Regions from separate parts of the Hordeum vulgare genome. Here regions 1 and 2 are each linked to region 3. Evidence: chromatin contacts called from public Hi-C data. All regions are on one chromosome and are shown on one strand. Each heading gives the region's core, a stretch centred on a gene start, on an enhancer-like site or on the middle of the called end of the contact. The rest is flanking DNA. Distances are from core to core; before and after follow the strand shown. Region 1 holds the start of LOC123425865 (succinate dehydrogenase subunit 3-2, mitochondrial-like). Region 2 holds the start of LOC123425872 (60S ribosomal protein L36a-like). Region 3 holds the start of LOC123425869 (polyhomeotic-proximal chromatin protein).

Region 1 (3,849 bases), core at 394-2,893, 810 kb after region 3:
ATATAGATGCACTCTCTTGTAACACACCAATCAAACCACTCATATCTAATACTCTTTCCAGCTTGCACCTCAGCTGTTAGTCCATTACACATCCTACAGAAGTACACAACAAGGATGCACTTGAAAGGCGCACATGTGCACTCACTACAACCTATACAATTGACTTGTCGTGTATTTGTTTGATATCTCCATACTATTTCAGAATTCAGAGGTACAAATAACATAGCAAATTCCTCCAAGAGCGCTTACCACGGAGAGCAAATGGAGCATCTCTCAGGGGTGCAAAGCGGGTGTTGCTGTGATACTTGTCCATTCCTGCACAAAGAAGAACCGACATCAATACATGAGCATCTGTCTACTTCGGTCATAAAGAAAGCGGTTACTTTGTCTACTGAACTCGGAAAGATCAGATTCATGTCCATACTGCTAAATACCAATACCAACTGAAACTACTGAGTTCTATATTTTGAAAAACAGATCAAATGATGCATTTTAACGAATTTCCAGTAAACCCCAAAATTAAGGGTGCGATAAGTCAGCTGTCCAGGTAAGCTAGAGCGAAAATAAGGTAGTGAAATTAGTGATCGCCTGTTTGGAAAGACTTATGGATACAAATTTCTGTGTATGATGAATGGTGGGGAGTCTTAAATACCCCTAGACTACTTTGTTTGGTGTTTAATACTGTAGATGAAATTCTTGCTTTGGACTGGCAGATTCACAAGTAAGACCAAGAAATACAAAAACATAAAGCTCAGCATCCACTAGACCAACAAGAAATTAGTAATCCACTAACTACACAGTTTTGCAAAAAATCCTCTCAATTTGTTACCAGCATTATACTAAACATCTAAATTGCCTCAATCGAGAATTCAGTACAACACACACGCAACTGAAATAAACACATCACATAATAGAATTTCACCATCTACCATCAACCAATTCGCAAAATTACTGACCGCTTCATAGGTTTGGCTCATTATACATAGACATGAAATCACCGTAGAAATTCTTGTCGTATCCACACAGAAAAGGCCACTGAAGAAACCTTATGGTGCTGCCGGATGACCCTACTTCTGAAAGAGGGGTGGGGGCGGGGGATGTGCAGATCTGTCCAGACCGGCAAGCGGAGGGAAGTGGTTGCCGACGTGGATCGGCGCCGTCTGGTCAGGTCAGGACGGCGGTGAGCAACGAACTGAGGCAGGGTTCAGAGACGGGGCGACGATCTGGTCCTCGGGCGGAGCGGCGAGTTCGCCGGGGGCAGTCGCGGAGGGAGGCGATCTGGGGTAGGGAGGGAAGGGGTGGAGCGATCACTTGACGAGTTCTCTAACCCTAAGCGGCCGCCTCTGCTACGAGGAGAAGAAGAAGGTTGATTCGTTGGATGGGGATTGGGGAGGGAGCAACGCTATGAAGAAGAAATCCACGTACATGTACCGAAACGAGGATCACAGGCAGGCAGAAGAAACCAATAAAAACAAGGGAGGCAGAGAATGGAAGATCCATACCTTCCTCCGCGTTGCCGCGCGGGGCGAGAGCGCAGCGGAAGCTCGGTGAAGATTTGGGGACGACGGCGACGGAGACGGCGCCTGCTTTCCCTCTTGGGCTTCCCTTCCGTACCGCCTGGACGAAGGAAGATGCACGATGGGGAGGCAAGATAGATGGCTGGGCTTAAGAGTGAAGACAATTGGTGGGCCTGGCCGCCTCGGCATTCCGTTAGACGACGAAATCACTGTTTTGACCAGGAAAGTCATAGCACAAAATAAACTCCGACTAAGGCCTGTTTGAACCATCCAAATTATATAATTCAGTTTTTATAATTTATTATATCTTTAAATAGGATAGATTATGGTGTAGATTATAAAAACTAGATGTACAGATTATTAAAAACTCATAATTTACTCTACACCAGCTAAAATCAGATTATTGATTGCTAATGACCCATTACCCTTGTAAAGTTGAAGATAATTACATGCCTACCGCTGTCACCCTCCTCTTTTAAAAAAAACAGAGGGTGCACAGGTCATTATGCAATGTAAAACCTGAATTATAGTTTATATAATCTGGCCTTCAAACATGCTCACATAGATTATTTTTATAAACCAAATTATATAATCTATCTTCATAATCCAAATGATCATAATCTATTGTGGTTTCAAACAGGACCTAAATCTATTTCACAATCTTTTTTTTGATAAATCCAGAGACCGTGGGATTTCTTTTTCACATAGAAACGCCGAGTCAGTTTGTATTCCTGCTTCATATAAAAACGTCGAGGCCACTCGTGTTGCATCCCCATATGAAAACGTCTTTGAAGTTTGAAGCTTCTCTGGAACTCTGCATCAGCGATCTTTCGCTCGAGGAGGAGAACAACTTCCTGGGCGTGTGCAGCCAAAAACTTCTTGTTCGCGGCACCGATCATCCTAAACGCATGCGGAAAATGAAGAGCCGACACGTTGGAGGGACAATCATTAGAAGAAGAAAGGTGACTGGCAGGCAATCATGGTGAGGGGCTAACACGACAGCATGGGTTGTGGAGGTGTAGGTGTACCTCTTTGTCCCACAACCACAAGGGATGTGGATAGTGGATTGTTATGCAGCTAGGGCAGGGCTCCTCATGTTGCTTGGGGTTGGGACTAGATTGAAGGTTGTGTGTTTATGTGCATGTGCATAGGCAACTCATGTGTGAAAAGTCAAGAGTAGCTGGAGCAAAGTTTTTCCTTCGCTCTGTTTCCTTTGGTGTCCTGTAAGTTTTGTTTCTCATCTGTGGTGTGGAGGTGGCCTATAAAGGGAGATATCTATTTGAAGCAGCAGTGACGTCTGTTTATGTCATTCATGGTTGAGTTCTTCTTGCCTGCTTGGTAAGACATGCAAGATAGTTGGGTTCTTCTGACCGACATGATTAATCCTTGGCAGCGCTCTTAGGTCAAGGAGTAAAGTGATTAGTGTATAATATTGGTTCCGGCTACAGTAAAGTAAAGAGATCCTTGACGGTGCAGAAACGTCATGGTCCTTGGAGTTTCTAGCCTGCCACGTCAACGAGCCCCACGGCCACTTAAATATCTAGGAAAGAAACACCAAAGCCTCTGGCGTTACCAGAGAAGCTTCAAATGTCAAAGAGTATGGTGTTTTCATATGGGGATGCAACGCGAGCGACCTCGGCGTTTTCACGTGGAGCGGCAACACAAACTCGCTTGACGTTTCTATGTGGAGAAGAAACGTCACAGTCTCTCGCGTTGCCAAAAGAGTCAGATTGTGAAATAGTTTCAGTCGGATTTCATGTTGTGTCATACTTTATTGGTAAGGTCGAAACAATGATTTTGTCCTCCGTTAGACCAAAGATATCGGTTCGGTGCTTCGGTTTAATTTAAAATTCGGTTCCCTGGTTTTCTTAACCGATCGGTCTTCACAAAAATCATTACCCGGGACTTTGATTGACCGAAAATTAAGTCCGGTTCTCGGTTATGCCCGAGGGACCCGATATTGGCTAGGAGGAAGAAATAAGCAGTCAAATTATGGGCAAGAAAACACGAACAGCCTAACAGGAATCAACCCAAACAAGCGTAGATCTGAGGGAATGGTAGGAGGAAAGGACCCTGCATTGGAATCGGGCAGCCGGCATGCAGGACTGAAGGCCGCTAGCCCATGACTGCGTTAGGCCGATGGACATCGGGGCAGGGGAATCACGTATCGCTGGCGTGCAGGACCTATTCGCGCAAGCACGCAGGCCCGCAACCAACAGCAGCTAGGGTTGCGGTGGAGAAACAGAGGTGTTGGCCCTGTGTGATGCGTCTATGTGAAGCCTCTCGATGTCTCGAGCGAGTCCAAGATAAGCTTCGGGAAAAATCACTAATT
Region 2 (4,290 bases), core at 1,356-3,855, 790 kb before region 3:
TTTACTCCTGCTCCCCACATCCCAAAAACCCTAACCAATCTAGGAGAGCGCTGCCACTATCGAACAGACACTGCCCCTATCGAACAGACACGAGAGACACGAGAGCTTGCATCGCCCGCACCAATGGCCTCTTCCATTGGTGGTAAGAACCCAACCTCTCTCTCTCACTTGTTCTGTTAGGTGGTCTAATTACTAGGCGCTAGATCCAATCATGTTAATCCTACGGGATTATTGTCCAACATGTCCATCTCTCCAAGAAATAAGTTACAAATTTGGGAAGTGGAATGGGGGTTCAACATATTGACATGAAATGAGTCAATTTTATGATAGGAATGTGTGGGGATCACTTGTTTGATTCATGTCAATCCCTAAAAACTAAATTTATGATAAAAAAAATTAAAATGGGGCTCCCTAATCACCTCTCCATTTCCATTTCCCATTCACTAGCACTATTTACCCACAACCAGACACGCTGGGTTGAGCTAGGAAGAAAAGAAACCGTAGGCAGTTTCCCCAGCAGTCATTGGGAACAGTTATCATAGGCCAAAAAGGATCAGCAAAGCTCAAATTACCATGTCACTCAACTGCATGGTGTCAAAATAAGACATGATACGGAATGAAAGAGGATTCAAACTACAAAACTTTCTTGGCCAAAAAGTCGCCCCTTACTTAAATGCCAGACACAGGAGTTTGGATACATGACAAGGTCTGATTAATTTAGCTCCTAACAACAAACCCTTAACACAAGTAGTACTAGTTCTTGACCACCACCACTCCAGATAGGTGAGCGCAGTTTAGAAAAGAGATGTCCCCTTGCCCTTCTTGTCTCCACCGATCTCAAAATGCTTGCATCTCTGCATAGATAGAGGAATAGGAGAAGACTGAGCAACACAGCAAAATGAAAAGAAAAATGTCCGTTTCATCAGGAGAAAAGGAACAAACCTTGATGGCACGCTGGGAGTAGTGCTTGCAGCTCTGGCACTGCAGCTTCAGCACAATCTTCTTGGTGGTTTTTGCCTAAAAAACGTCACAACTTTAGCATTGCACAGGTGCTTTTAATCTTTATCAGACAATACACTAGACAGGATTAGGCACACCATAAGTACATGGCAATGAATTGGTAGACAAATCAGACAAACTGTAGTGAAGCACATAGATCATGTTTGCAGGTCAATAGGCAATCACAAGAACCAATGCTGCAATACCTTCTTGTGGAAGACAGGCTTGGTCTGACCACCATATCCCGACTGCTTCCTGTCATAACGACGTTTTCCCTGGGCAGACAGACTGTCCTTACCCTTTTTGTACTGAGTGACCTTGTGAAGTGTGTGCTTCTTGCACTCCTTGTTTTTGCAGTAGGTCTTCTTGGTCTTCGGAACGTTCACCTAAATAGCATTTGCAACAAAACTAGTATTAGAATATGTTTTGCATGAAACTGGATACATGCTAGGATGGCAATGCAATAAATAAATAAAAGCTCAAGAAACAATTGAGATCAAGAAACAAGTGCAGGAATGTTAAAAAATACTCAGAAAACCTATAGTACAAACTTCAATTAGGTCCTCTGAAACATGCTTATGGTTGTCATCAAAAGGATAATCAGGTCTCAAAGATTACATGTCATCGTAGGACCCCCAAATTCAATATGAAATATTAAACAATAAGATTTGAAATTGCAGCATAAGTAACATAAGAAGATGATATATCACTTGGCAAGAGAGAAGCATGCCAAGTTAAGGTGAAACACTAGACGGAATTAATGACAAATGGTTATCTGCTGAGGGAAAGCATGCAAACAATGGACCTGTAAGACCAGCTGTAGGTTAGCTCAGTAGAGCATACTCATCAATTTCTATTGAAGAAAACTCCAGTTTTACTCATCAGGTTTTAGTAGTATCATGAAATATGGAGTTGCGTGAAGCACAGCCTCGACAAGGTCGCTTCACAAGGTTACACACAATTAAAGATGCATGAATACAAACTATAGTACATCAATACGGAGGAAAGACGAAATTAGATTTGTTTCTGACACGAAGATCTATTGATTTCATCTCAAACCAAGAGAGCGCCGGCCTGATATAACCAGTACAACAGTTTACATGTCTGATGAGGAATCAAGAACTAGCAGTACATTGTTCAGAGATCTATAACTCGGAAACTTGATCAAAGAAACCCTAAAACTGAAGAACTAATCAATTAGTCCACGTGAATACACCAGCGCTTGAGTTTCATACGCTAGCATCAACCCTACACGTCAAAGCGCTCGAAAGGAACCACTCATACAGCGCGAAATCTAGCAGCTATCAATCTACGAACAGACCACCACGAAAAACCCACGCAGCAAGCAAATCAAAGCAGGGGAAACAGCATGGATTGGCACGTGTATGACACGAGATTGAGCTTTCGGGGCGATGGAGAGGAATGAAACGCCTACCATTTTGACGGCCGAGGAGATGGAGCTCCGGCGTGCTTCTCTTTCTGGTGGAGGAGTTGCGGCAAGTGGCGGCGGGGAGGGAGAGGGGTGTGGTTTTGTGGCCCTGTGCTGTCGCGAGCTAGGGTTTGCGAGTCGCGAGACCGTCGCTTCCTTCATGGGCCTGAATGCCACTTTATGAATACTCGGCCTGAATGCTTGCGCTTTGGTCAGGGCTGGTGGTGGGCCAATAAGGGATGGGCTGGGCTTGCTCAGACGAATGGGTAGAGGAGTGTGACAGCGTTCGAGAATTAATTGGCTAGGTGAAGGGCAAAGGAACACTAAATTTTTTCACATGCGCGCGAGCATGAGAGAAAGAAAAATATGATCAAAGCATTGTCAAACTCGCTCACACATGGGCTTCCTGCACATTTCTACCAGCGGCGTTGGGACGTTTGTGGGAAGAGGTAACAAAGGTGGTACTAAGAATAGTAAGAGGGGAGGAGAGCCTTGAGTGCACTAATGATACTTTCTTGATCTTGATTCCTAAGGTGATGAACCCTACCCTTCTCACTCAATTCAGGCATATTAGTTTGTTAATGTTTTGTACAAGATAGCCTCAAAAGTGGTGGCAAACAGGTTGAAGCAAATCCTCCCTCACATTATCTCACAGGAACAGACGGCCTTCGTCCGAGGGAGGCTCATTACGGACAATATTATAAATGCATGTGAATGTTTACATTTTATGAAGAAAAGTAGATCAAAGACAAACAGTCAGTGTGCTTTGAAGTTGGATATGATGAAAGCCTACGACACGCTTGAGTGGGGCCATCTTGAAGAAATTATGGAAAAATTGGAATTCGCGCAATCATGGGTAAACACGGTAATGGGTATGTTTTATTTCGTTCTCAGTTTTGTTCAACGGGGAGAAACTTGGACGGTTTAATCTCGCAAGGAGATCCGATCCCCCCTTATCTCTTCTTGATCGCAGCGGAGGGCCTCTCATGCCTCTTAACAAATAGTTCTCACTCATCGAGTTTTGTTGGAGTAAAGGTGACACCGACAGCTCTGGTTGTTAACCATCTTCTATTCGTTGATGACAACCTTCTGCTTTTCAAGGCTAGTAATGAGGGTGCAGTGGTTGTGTCAAACTTGTTGGAAACTTGCTGTAACGCTTCAGGGCAGAAGGTAAACAATGGCAAATCCTTGATTTATTTCAGGAAAGGGTGTCCCTAGGCTATACGTGATGGTATAAAGGGAACACTTAATGTCCATAGTGAGCAACTCAGCTAGAAACATTTGGGGATGCCAACTGATGTGGGGCATCCAAAAAATGGGACTTTTAAGTATCTGAGATACACAATATGGGAGAAAGTGAAAGGATGGATGGAGAAGCTATTATCATATGCGGGAAAGGAAGTTCTTATCAAGGTGGTTGCTCAGGCAATACCAATTTATTCTATGGCTTGCTTCCGGTTATCGAGGGGGGGGGGTTGTGATAGTATAACTTTAGTCATCCGCCAGTTCTGGTGGGGAAGCAAGAGAGGTAAGAGAAAGACGCATTTGGTATCATGGGATGTGTGCACTGTTGGAAATATGCCCTAGAGGCAATGATAAAATAGTTATTATTATATTTCCTGTTTCAAGATAATCGTTTATTATCCATGCTATAATTGTATTGAATGAAAGCATAAATACATGTGTGGATATATAGACAAAACAATGTCCCTAGTAAGCCTCTAGTTGACTAGCCAGTTGATCAAGGATGGTTAAGGTTTTCTGACCATATGCAAGTGTTGTCACTTGATGACTGGATCATATCATTAGGAGAATGATGTGATGGACAAGACCCAAACTATAAACGTAGCATGTGATCGTGT
Region 3 (4,012 bases), core at 321-2,820:
CTATTTTCTAGTACTTGATCAATCTGTATTCTGTCTTCACCTAATGTTATAATCTGAACAACATGAAATGCATAATTGCTGGTCCACGAAATACTGCTGGTTTGAAAGCTTTAAATAGCCTGAGATCCTAAAAACATACAGGCGAATACACTGAGGAAAAAATTTATACAGAGAAAGAAGGGAAAAGATCCAGAGAGATTTGGTTCTGGAAAATCGGATAAATCTTACTTCAATGTCTAAATAAAAATATTTAACTTCGAAACACAGGTTACATTTGTGTCTTTTCTACCTTCTAATAAGGGCAGGGTCTTCATACGCACTCATAGCAAATCCACAGTAACTGACCCAAAGATCAGTACAATGAGGTACTGCTTGGACGGCTTGTTCATAAACCCCCACCACATCATCATATGTGCATAACCTTGCTTTATGAGCTGCGTATTTAATCCAGTAGCCGTAGCACAAAGGAAATTCCAATAAGAAGGTACGGTAGACCAAGCTAATAACCCCTATATCATTCTGGAAGAATGCAAACATCAGCAACGAGATGCTGCTTAACAAACATCAGCAAAGGCATTAAAATTTGAAAACAAAACATTTTCCCTTTTGTTTGTGAAGTTATATGATAATGAATAGGAAAGGTGCGGCGTGGTGGTTCTAAACTACTAAAAACTAATTAGAGCCAGATAAAAATATCACTTACAACGGAAGTTTCCTCTGCAGAACTTATCAATGATACCCATGTATCGAAATCGCTTGTATTTCCATCAATCAACAAACGAAGTTTCCTCTTGAAAACATCTGGTGTAGAATGAAAGAACAAGTCATGTCCTGGGTGTTATTGAAATGCAAATCCATCATCAACTTCTTCTCTTTTTTTTTGCGAAACTATCTGAACTGATATAACTCAAAGCTGCATCCCGCGTGTAAGAAAGAAGAAAAAGGAACAAAGAACCTGCTAGACCAATGTTGAAGTGAATTAGCCTCACTAAGAAAACTCCAACTACCTACTAATTACAGAGCTCAAAGTGGTGAAGCGCAAGCATCCGAGTGCTTTGAGGTTCTCTCTGACATTTTTAAACAGGAAAGGTTACCAACCAAAAGGAATAAAATGGTACTACGAGATAACGAAATGAAGAGCCTGCCACTCCCCAGAAAGAGGTTTAGTACCAAATCCCCACCATTCCTAGGTCTGGATACTCAGCGTTAGCATAGGTCATAGCTAGCACAGCTAAAAATAGGGCAAAATTACAAACAAACAAAAAAAAACTTAGTTTAGCACGGAGCTGGTGCTCTGAAGAGCCTCATATTTAACAGATGTCCGGATCAATTTAACAAATCGTATTCCTTCAAAAGATAATTAGGTAATCCCACGGATGTATGTACAGACGGGATGTGCTCACCGAGCTGCGACGCAGAGGGCTCCAACCCCAAGGCCACGAGCGCGGCTGCAGCCTCCGGCTCCGCCTCTATGCCCACTGTCCCCGGCGGCCCTAGCATGCTGTCCTGGATCTTTTGCGGGGTTGTGCGGTCGGAACCCTCAGAGGGCGGCGTCTGGTTGGGTTCAGGTACCGAGTCTGTACTGGACCACTCTTGTCAACTAGAGAATTGAGAATCCGCCATACGGGCTGCGCTTTTAACGCCGGCCCGTTTTTTTTGAACACTTAAGGCCGGCCCGTGGTCACCGATTTTCAGCTCGGTACGGGGCCAGCACATGGCACGCGAATAAAATGGCCGGGTCGGTCTTCGAGAGGGGAGCTCTGCGTCAAATACGCACCTGACGTCCGGCAGTGAACCCATACTGCGCCGGCGATCGTGTACGTACTGTAGCGTCCGTACTGTGATGCAACAAACCTGAAAACCCAAACTTCCCGAAAAAATCATCATTTACTTTAGAGCAACAATGTTTGAAAATAGATTGTTTTTTTTAATTTGAGAAAAAATATGAACAATTTTCTAAAAGCGTCAAATATTTTTGTAAATTCACGAATATATTTTAGAAACACGAACATTTTTAAAGTGTAGAGATAATTTAAAATTCTGAACATTTTTACAGAAACGAAGAAACAATAAAAAATGTTAACAATTTTAGAAATCCCGAAACTTTTTTCTTGTAATTGAACATTATTTGAAAGCAAGAACAATTGTTTTGAAAACAGAAACATATTTCAAAACAGAGAACAATTTCTAGACACGAACATTTTTTTCATTTTCAACCTTTCAAAAAACATTTTGAAATTCATTAGAAAACATAATTACCAAAAAAATTAATCAGAACATTTTTTGTAATTCCGGAACAAAAGTTGGAAACACGAACATATTTGGAATTTTGAGAGAAAATTTGAACAACAAGAACATTTTCTGCTTTTTTAAAGCGTGAACAAGTTTTTAAAAGCACAAAAAAAATTATAAATCTTAAGAACAATTTTAAAAAATCCTGTACAAATTCAAAACCGCGAATGTTTTTTGAAAATATGAACATTTTTTGAATTTTGAGAGAAAATTTGAACAACAAGAACATTTTTTGATTTTCTTTTTTTTGAAAAATCCAGACCATCTCCTCCTCCTCGCCGTCCGCCTCCTCCTCCCCCTCCCCCTCGCCGTCCGCCTCCTCCTCCCCCTCCCCTGGCCTGCAGCGTCGCCATCGCCAACTGACAAAGGAGCAGCCCCGTCCGCGTCCAACTCCCCCTCCCCGTCCGCGTCCTCCTCCCCCTCCCCGCCCGCCTCCTCCTCCCCCTCGTCGTCCGCCTCCTCCTCCCCCTCCCCGTCCGCCTCCTCCCCCTCCCCTGGGCCGGATGCATCGCCAACAGGCTCGGATGCACACTTCTCTGGAAATTGCAGGCAGCCGGCTGCCAAGGCGATGTGCTAGGCACTTCATATGCAGCCTCACGCAATAGGCGTTGCCGCTCCATTCCATCATCATGGTCAGCAACATCGTCGTCCTGTGAGTAGCCAAGGAGCTCCTCCGCGGTGATTGTGTGGAAGGCGTTGATTCCCTATCCGTTGCGCTCAGGCCAGGCATGGATGACATGTAAGTAAACCCTCCTCCAGGCCAGTTTGTTTTCCTACCCTTTAAGTGTTTGAGGAATTGCCTCTCAGGGATGCGCGGTTATTTGTATTGAAGGGATAAGATGGAGAAACATAGAAGGAAAGGTGAATTCTGCGGGAGGAGCAAGAGGTGATCCGGCTAACAAGTCATATATTTGGGGTAGTGTGTACGATCTATTCCTGGCACCGCTATCTCTTCCGTGAATGTCCTTGTGGTTTCCTTGTCGGTGCCTACGTTAATGTTCTATCGTGATGTTATCAGGTATTGTCCATTGGCTGGTTATGAACTACTACATCTGTTACTAAAGACACCCGGACACCATCTGTTACTAGGCAGTTCATGAGGATCCTCCATTCCCATGTATTTGCATCTCATAATCATTGTATTCAGTTCTATAGTCAAACGTTGGCATACTATTTGCTATGTAGTATCGTCGTAATTGTGTCTTTCAGGTTTGATGCAGCAACAGTGCAAATGTGCAATCAATGTACACAAAAGAAGTGAGGCATTATGATATCATTGGTCTTTGGTCAAGCATCGTTGGCTATAAACGTTGATAGGTTGTAGCTGCAAATTCTGGATTCTTCTCATTTATAATCTTTCCTATTTTTGCAACAATTCCTCATGTAATGCCAGTTTCAGTTTTTCTTTTGCATGACCAGGCTAGTAATCTAACTACGATTCATATGGAGCGGGCTCTTGAATCAATTCTGAGACATTTGTTCCTTCACATGCTCCGGAGCCAAAACTCATTTCATGTGCTGGTATGTAGTATTTATATACCTATATAATATTAAAGTATACTCATTTAAAATGAAAACTACTTTTCGAAAGCTATCTGCCATGCGAACATTTTTCCGCATTGCGGAGCCCAATTGATTTTTTTCCAGCAAAATTTGGTTCACACTCACCAGGATTTAGTTTCAGATAGTATCATAAGTTTTCGTTTAGGCACTATTGTTG

The links. A called contact is a pair of places that touch in the nucleus more often than the background predicts.
Region 1: a Hi-C map of seedling shows a contact between it and region 3, with 3 times the contacts expected there. The contact joins the promoter of LOC123425865 here to the promoter of LOC123425869 in region 3. A contact is called at or near these places in 2 of 6 Hi-C or Micro-C datasets (leaf and seedling).
Region 2: a contact with region 3 is called in a Hi-C map of seedling, with 4 times the contacts expected there. The contact joins the promoter of LOC123425872 here to the promoter of LOC123425869 in region 3. A contact is called at or near these places in 3 of 6 Hi-C or Micro-C datasets (leaf and seedling).

The regions. Positions count from the first base shown.
Region 1 is chr2H:205,909,537-205,913,385 of MorexV3_pseudomolecules_assembly, reverse strand. LOC123425865 (succinate dehydrogenase subunit 3-2, mitochondrial-like) reads right to left here and starts at 1,643. Exons shown (of 3, transcript XM_045109609.1): 1 at 1,503-1,643; 2 at 250-315. The coding sequence starts at 313.
Region 2 is chr2H:207,507,763-207,512,052 of MorexV3_pseudomolecules_assembly, reverse strand. It overlaps LOC123425872 (60S ribosomal protein L36a-like), which reads right to left and starts at 2,605. Exons shown (of 4, transcript XM_045109620.1): 1 at 2,435-2,605; 2 at 1,206-1,385; 3 at 943-1,017; 4 at 540-854. The coding sequence starts at 2,590. The coding sequence ends at 795. It overlaps LOC123433709 (a small nucleolar RNA gene), which reads right to left and starts at 1,631; the gene lies at 1,560-1,631.
Region 3 is chr2H:206,716,294-206,720,305 of MorexV3_pseudomolecules_assembly, reverse strand. LOC123425869 (polyhomeotic-proximal chromatin protein) reads right to left here and starts at 1,570. Exons shown (of 11, transcript XM_045109614.1): 1 at 1,404-1,570; 2 at 704-801; 3 at 290-519. The coding sequence starts at 1,500.